2 separate regions of the Danio rerio genome follow, and region 2 is linked to region 1. A link is a contact called in public Hi-C data. All regions are on one chromosome and are shown on one strand. The core of a region is the stretch at or near the end of the contact, and the rest is flanking DNA. Distances in the headings are between cores, read along the strand shown.

Evidence for each region. A called contact is a pair of places that touch in the nucleus more often than the background predicts.
Region 2: a Hi-C map of embryo shows a contact between it and region 1, with 3 times the contacts expected there. The contact joins the promoter of pax6a here to the enhancer-like site in region 1. A contact is called at or near these places in 2 of 18 Hi-C or Micro-C datasets (embryo and an unstated tissue).

The regions. Positions count from the first base shown.
Region 1 is chr25:15,696,027-15,700,229 of GRCz12tu, reverse strand. All of the region lies in intron 2 of LOC137489337 (a long non-coding RNA gene), which reads left to right. Among named protein-coding and RNA genes, the nearest start is that of mpped2, 61 kb to the right of the region's middle. Within about 2 kb of position 2,554, at least 3 of the 62 cell types and tissues checked have an H3K27ac peak or open chromatin away from gene starts, as enhancers often do.
Region 2 is chr25:15,989,909-15,993,863 of GRCz12tu, reverse strand. It overlaps pax6a (paired box 6a), which reads left to right and starts at 1,691. Exons shown (of 13, transcript NM_131304.1): 1 at 1,691-2,042. It also overlaps a transcript of dnajc24 not described here.

The DNA.
Region 1 (4,203 bases), core at 1,305-3,804:
CTACAACTTCAACTTTCTAGCAATTTTAGCACGGATTTGGCGTCCGTTTCCAACAGCTGTGACATTTCAACTCGCCCTGAAACATTCGGACACCTCACACTCAGTCATCCGTCCATTGTTTGTGTCCATTACCCTTCCTCTGGTTCGCACAGTCCTGTCAGCCGTGATGCGCAGTGGAAGCGGCGCCCAGCAGCACCGGCTCTGCGTGTCCTGTCAGGTTTGCAGTATAACTTGTGTCAGGAACAATCTGTTGGCGATTTGTCCGTCTCTGGTGGTGTCCAGCCAAGCGGCAGGTCTGCGGCCCTCCTTGACCTCAGGTGATGCGACCCACTGCCCTGTCACATGATATTTGCAGACAGACCTGCGTTTGTGAAGCTGTGTGTGTGCGTGAGTGTTTGTGTGTGTGAAACCTGTAGGCTGTTTGTACAGTAATTAGCTACAGTAGGGAGGAGGTGGCAAAAGTAATGCGAACAGACAAGAGTTTTTACACTTGAAAGAGAGATCATACACACAGAGAAAACACACACACTCTAATTTGAAAGTTTTTGTAGACTGGCTTTAAAAATACATATTTTCTAAAGAAATTAGTATTATAGTGCTGAATTCTAGTGTACGGTACATGATGAGGACTATATTGGTAAAGCCTAGATCAGATACACTGCCGGACGGAAGTGCGATATGCACATTAACATAGCAGCATTTTTTATGTCAACTGTATAATAATAATTAATATTTTTACAGCACTGTAACAGTTGGGTTTAGGGTTGGGGTAGGGGTAGGCATTAAAAAATACAATTTATTGGATAATTTCATAGATAGCATAAATAATACTCGGTACAACTACTGTTTCTACCTGTGACGGTTGGGTTTAGGGTTGGGGTGGGGGTAGGGGTTAAAATTTACAATTTAATATTATAGATAGTATAAATAATACTCTGTATAATTACTGTTTTTAGGGTTGGTGTAGGGGTAGACATTACTAATAAATTGGAAATTTAATAAATAATTAAATTATTCTCGTTAACTTTCGGGCACAACCATAACCGATCTAGCAACAACCGACTATGTTTTATTTATGTGGCTTTCATACTGTTCTAAATTTGTAAATCTCTTCAGAATGACTTTGCGTTGCTACATCTAGTATGGATGGAAAATGCATTGTATTTTGCAATATATTATTATTATATGCATTACATTAGATTTAATTTGAGAAGTTTATTTATAAGCTAATTTCGAGAGGATCGCTTGCATATAATCGACCAAGGATGGTCCCATATTAGCCATCACATAATTTACCAATCAGACAAATCCAAACATGCATAAATATCTAGATTTTTTTTACCTCAAGCCGCGGTCACGCTAGAGTTTGAGCATGTAAAACTACAAGATGATTAAACATTAAAAAAGCGAGCGATTTGTTAATATTTTACATTTCTGTCCAGAGAGATCATGTTTTGATCTTCGATTGGTCTTACGCAATCACATGATGTGATTTCGCAGGTCAGAGTTTCCTAAGCTTGAACTTTCCAATGCAGTGAACTGTGAAACTTGTCGCAAAAGCTTGCGTTTCCGGTCTGCTGCATTCGCATCAGTCTGAATGGAAGTCTCTGGGGAGAAAAGTCCAGTGTGCGTTTGAGTGTTTTTAGTACTGTGTTACGAATGTAACCGCACCCACTGCTGATAAACGATATTATATTGAATCGCAACAAAACTTTTGTCAATAACAATGATAAGCTCTGGACTTTTTTACTATATATTGAGCCAATCACACAGCTGAAATGTGCAGTAATGGGAATATAAATGTATGTTAATATTAAACATGTACTGAAATGTTGGCCACCGAAAATTTTAAATATGTTATGTCAGTTAATGGACCCTCTTATTTTTGTGGCTTCAGTCATTTTTGGTGTACGCTCTTAAATCTGGAAGCAACAACGTATATCGAAATATATATATCGTTATCATTCAATAGGAAAAAAATTATCGAGATTGCATCATTGCCATATTGCCCAGCCCTAATTCCACAATGGCAATCCCTGATACACAAAGGAATAAACCAAATGGATGAATTTAGGAGAGCCTTTCTGAGCTCAGACTCCCCTTTCTCCTAATGAAATGAAAAAAGGGGTAACCTAGGTGCCCTTTAAGTATGGAATATATAGGTCAGCAGCATGCAGTGAGTCATACATATTTTAGCTATATGGCTTCCATACATTTCCTCAGAGGCAATCATATTCTGGGCCTCAGAAAAATAATTTTTAAAAATTAATTAAATTAAACTAATTGACTAGGTAGACATTCTATCTCATACTAGTTTTGTCACATTAAAATCTAGAAAGTTAAAGTGGTACAGCATTAGAACATATGTGTATTTAGAAATGTGTTTGTCAGATTAGGCCTCTGTGCAAAATCTCTTCAGTCTATCTCTAACCATCACAGGAAACCTCAGCATGTCCCAAACGAAAGGCAGGCAGAGTGACACGACCCTGTGTGAGTGTGTGTGAAGTGCTCACTGTGGGGCATGGACAGCAGCTGTGTTCGTCCACTCAGGGCTGTGCATGTGTGTGTGTGTGTCCTGGGGTGTGAGGCTCTGCAGAAGGTGGTTTAGCCACAGCTTGGCAAAGTCGTCTGTTTGCTGAGGAGGTGACCAGGAACCCTGGGGGAACTGAAGAGGACACACACGCAAAAACATGCATGCAATCCAGGACACACAAACATTGCAAACTATGACATATATAATTATATATATAAATGCACAGACATGCGGAAACACACGCACAACACCTCATGACAGGTGCATTAGGTGCACATTACATTAACCGCGCTCATTAGAAAAACAACTTAATTACATGTCAAAGAGCAAATTTGAGGAAGAGAATGAAGCTCTCAATTGTGTTGTATAGAGTATTAGCTTTTTCTGTGTGTAGGTGGTAAATAAAACACAAGTTATATGATTGCTAACATTAAAGATATAAAGATTTTTTTAAAAGTCAATTGTGTGTGTCTGTAGCTCAGATATTTTAGTATTTTAAAAAAATTGATTGGATCTTAATGCGTTTTTAGGACATTTATTTATTTATTTTATTTTCAGCTTAGTCCCTTTATTAATCAGGGGTCACCACAGTGGAATGAACCGACAAATTATCCAGCATATGTTTTTACGCAGCGGAGGCCCTTCCAGCTGCAACCCATCACTGGGAATCACCCATACATTTCCATTCACACACATAAACTACAGACAATTTAACTTTAACTCTCGCCACTTCCACCTCTTCATCCTGCACCTGGACTCACACTGTATCAGCCACTCTGTAAACTTAAGACCATGGGTGGTAGGGCTGTGCGTTTAATCAAAATCAATCTGAAACGTTGCGATTTTTAATAATATTTATAATTGCAGCAACTGTTTAGAATCAATAGCCCCTTTCACACATACAGACCTTTCCGGAAAATTGCCGGCAATTTTCCGGAAAGGTTGTATGTGTGAACAGGTCCTTTTTGAAAATAACGGTAAATTCGTTTTGGCTATTTTCCGGAAAGAGAAGTTGTAACATTACCGGCAATTTGCCGGAATGCTGCGCTGTGTGAATGCAGAAGGAAGATTCCCGTAATAAGCGCGTGCACGTCTAGAACGTGCTGACGTGAGAAGTCTGCTTTAGCCAATCACAACAGTCAGACGCATTTACGTCCGCGCGGTTTGTGAGAATAAAAGCCTTTGAATATTTTTCCAGACACATTTAGCTGCTAGAAGTTAGTCAGATCACGTTTATATGTTCTTCTTAATGCCAACTGTGTAAATAATCATCGATGAGATGCTTATGATAAGCCGTTGTTTGTTTACGTTCGTGTGCCTGTGAAACAGCCTGTGAGCGCCTGCACACGCACATATTATGAACATCTCGACATGCGAAAGTGATCCTGCGAAAATTGTTCACAATATTGATCATCCACAGAGTTTGTAATTTAGTCAAATGTTTACAAATACAAACGCAGCCGTTTAAAGCTCATTCATGTGGTGAATGATGTCAGAATTTACCGCTATTTTGGAATGGATGTGTGAATGCTCTTTTCCGGAAAAGTTCCGTAACGTCCTCGCCTGTGTGAACAGCGCTTTTTTCAATATACCGGTAAACTCTTTCCGGAAATTTTCCGGATATTTACCGGTATCACTGTGTGAAAGGTGCTATTAAAAGTGTCCAAGAA
Region 2 (3,955 bases), core at 442-2,941, 290 kb before region 1:
ATCTATCTATCTATCTATCTATCTATCTATCTATCTATCTATCTATCTAATGTATCTATCTAAATTATCTATCTATCTATCTATCTATCTATCTATCTATCTATCTATCTATCTATCTATCTATCTATCTATCTATCTATCTATCTATCTATCTATCTATCTATCTAATGTATCTATCTAAATTATCTATCTATCTATCTATCTATCTATCTATCTATCTATCTATCTATCTATCTATCTATCTATCTATCTATCTATCTATCTATCTATCTATCTATCTCTCTATCTATCTATCTATCTATCTATCTATCTATCTAATGTATCTATCTAAATATCAAATAACGAGATAACGAGATATTGTAAAATAATAGTAAATAGGAATAAATTTTAAAAGTATATGTTATAAAGTATTTATGTTACTGAACATTTAACACTCGCTAATGTTCCAATATATAAAGTCGGTGAAAATGATAAGATGGATCCCCATGATAAGTAAGCAATGATTATGTGTGCCGGAGGGCTTCCCTTGCTTTTCCCTCTCTCTCCCAAACACACATACACACGCTTGGAAGCAGAGGGTCGGCGTAAGGGAAAGCTGGCTGGACAGATTTAAGTTTACGCCTGATCGCGCTCTGGAGTGCAGGCCAGCAGAGAGAGGGAGAGACAGCACCTGGCCCGGCTTTAGCATCCCCATCTCGTTTTATTGACAGCCTGATAAGCGGGGACAGGCCGTGCGGTTTCCAGTGGAGATTTCAAGATCTCTGCTGGGTTGCGCCGGTTTCGCGGGGTCTAAACGGTGCAGCATTTGATTCTTATGTCTGTGTTCTTTCTTTCAGAAATGTAAATTGAGATGTAATCTTAAATTAGGCAACTATTAGCAATAACGTCTTTTAAAGCAACAACAGGCCACAAAATACACTCATAAAAATAAAGCTGCTAGGAAAACCCAAAAAAAGGCTTTCACAATGAAGCCATTGGTTTAAAGAAAGTTTAAAAAAAGTTATTTACGTTTTAACAGTGTAAAATACATTGTAATAAAACCCCTTATCAACTATAAATAGGAATAATAAGTATGGAATGAAAATGGACATGAAACCATCCATCCCGAACCTTTTAAAGTGTAAAAGATTTTAGTTTTTAAATAAGCAAAATTATACCTATAGCATTTATGTTCTGACTATGGATTCATATTGCAATCAAAATGTTGTCCTTTGACACAAACGAGCTCAAGCAGTAGCTTATATAGCAAATACGGTGACTTTAGAGTTTTCAGCCACTTTGTGTAGGCCTAAAAATAAATATATTCTGTTGGTGAGTTTATAAACAGCAATAAACTGTTTATTTGTTATGTTTTTTGAACACCCTCTTCAAAATATTGTTGCTTGTGTGTGTCAACTAAAAAGTGTTCTTACATGTGTTTGTGTAGGCTACGCTACAAAATAACTAATTCGTGCATTCATTAAATGGTGGCTTGAAATAAGAGGAACCTCAAAGAAACTTGATATAGTTTATGCTCTGCATATCCGCACGCAGCAGACAGCCGTTCCTTCAACTTCCCGGTTTGGAGAATGATAAATGGCGTCAAGTGTGACGTGGTCTGTCACTCCAGCCAATCACTGCCAGGTTGAGGTTAATATTAAGAGAAAGTTGATGGTGAGAAGGAGATGTCTTTTTTATATTCCGAACCACGTTTAAAGAAAGAGGTATTTTGAACTCAAGACAACACGGTTAACGTCCGAGGTTTGCGTGTCTCGTAAGAAAGAAGAGGGAGAGTCCAATATTCGACCTGATTTCATCTGTTAAACAGGCTAGTATTTTCGTCGACTTCACAAAGGGGTTTGCAATCTCTCACAACCTTTTCCGAGGTTCTCTTTTCGAGGTTCCCTTGTTGGACTGGATATTATTTACTTTGGGACTAGTTTTGTGATTCGGATCCGGAGGGGCTCCATAGACACTCATTACTCTTCACTTGAAACTTGGAACCGTGCGTCTCATAACGAAATCCATTACGAATGTTTTGCTATCGGAACGGGTTTATTGAGGTAAGTTAGTTTAGTTCTAAATTCTACTTTACACATTTGCCCCATGTTACGACATCACATTATCGCGCTGACAAATTGAGTTAATCACGAGAATACTGTAAATTTGACTGGCATATACTTTCCAATGAAACTATGCCGTGAAATTAATTTATTCTCTGCCCAGTGCACAATACTCGCCAGTATGCTAAATTGCTTTATGTACAGCATAATATCGTATTATTGATTTATTAAGTATTGAAAGACATTTATAAAACTGAAGACCGTCACCGGGAATGATGAGAAATGTTATGCCATATGAGAGTAAACAGTTTAATAATTAAAACAGTTTGCTGAGTTGCTAACTTCTGTGCTGTTTTAAAAAAGCATTTTTATTATCATGAATCGCTCCGGATCAGCAAGTCTTTATTTAATTGTAGCATATTAAACAAAGCAACTTACATATTGGACGTATAACTTTGCGATTAAGTTGCATAACATGGTGTATTTGTTTCAAAATACAATACCGTTTTATACTTTTTAAAAATAATTAATAATAATAATAATATTACAATATTGCATTTATAAAATAAACGTATATAATTTAGTTATAACGTCTAGCATATAACATGTACTGCTACTAAAGTAAACATTTTTTTTCTTCTAGTGTCGTGTTTGCCATAAAGTTACACACACACACACACACACACACACACACACACACACACACACACACACACACACACACACACACACCCAATGTAATGCAGTTCTTTTCATAAAGCAGTTATTGCATTTAGAGACTATTAGATTATTAGAAATATAATCACGTGCTTCCATGCAACTGCATTTTCATAGCCTAGTAAAATACAGCAAGAAACTTCAAAAATAAAGTTCCCACTTAACCTCCTATGCATAAACTTTGCCCTGAATGCAGATTACACGGCCCATAAACTCTGTCACAACTGAGACACGTCAGGTTATCGAAATAATTTAAATACTACCTTTATATCACATTCAATAACTAAAAACAATTCAAATCTTAAGGCTGCAAAACAAATCTCCGCATCTCTCCTCTAATCTGTGAAAGAAAGAACAGAAATAATTATGAAAATTATTAGCCAGCCACATCTTCTGTCTATTATAGCTTAATGAAATAGAATAAGGTGTAACTTGCTTCTGTTGGAACATGGCGTTAAACAGAAGGGCCCTTTTGCCAGTGCGGTGGTCTATGTCGCTGTGGGCAACCGCATCAAAAAAGCCCCATCCCCCAGAACATGGTGACTGGATGTGGGTCTTGCACTGGCCATAACGATAAACCTTTCCCACATTGCCTTAATAAGAGCCAGTCTATCTCACTCGCTCTCACTGACGTCATTTGCATTCAGTCCTATCCCCGCCCCTTATTATTATTATTTCTCCCTGTTTAAAACTTTTAGTGAGAGGCGAGGCATGGTCTATTCTGCCCGAGGGAAATAGCGACAAGATTAGGTTCTTTTTCATGACCAAACACCGCTGACTGCTAATCCGAACTGTGCTAATTGATGGGAGGACTACAAGAGTCCATCCGTGTGAAAAGTCTAAAACTAGTCAAATATATGACGTCCTTTTACAAATGCTACCTTGTTTAAAGGTGGATTAAATATGTGGACAAGTCTCATAAAAGTTATTTTTCTGAATTTAAGTAATAGCCTATAGCCTGTACCTCGTTTCAACACTGTAAAAAATGCAGGGTTTCACACAATTTATCCATGTTGTCCCAACACAAATCGATTGAGTTAACTTAACACTTTTAACAAATTTCTGTAGATTGAACATAAAAAATTAAGTTGTACGAATGAAATCTCAAGAATTGTGTTATTTCAGCTCAATTAAACATGTAGTTTAAACAAGTAAAGAAAATATTTTTGATTGAATGAATCAAAAGCTTTTTTTGC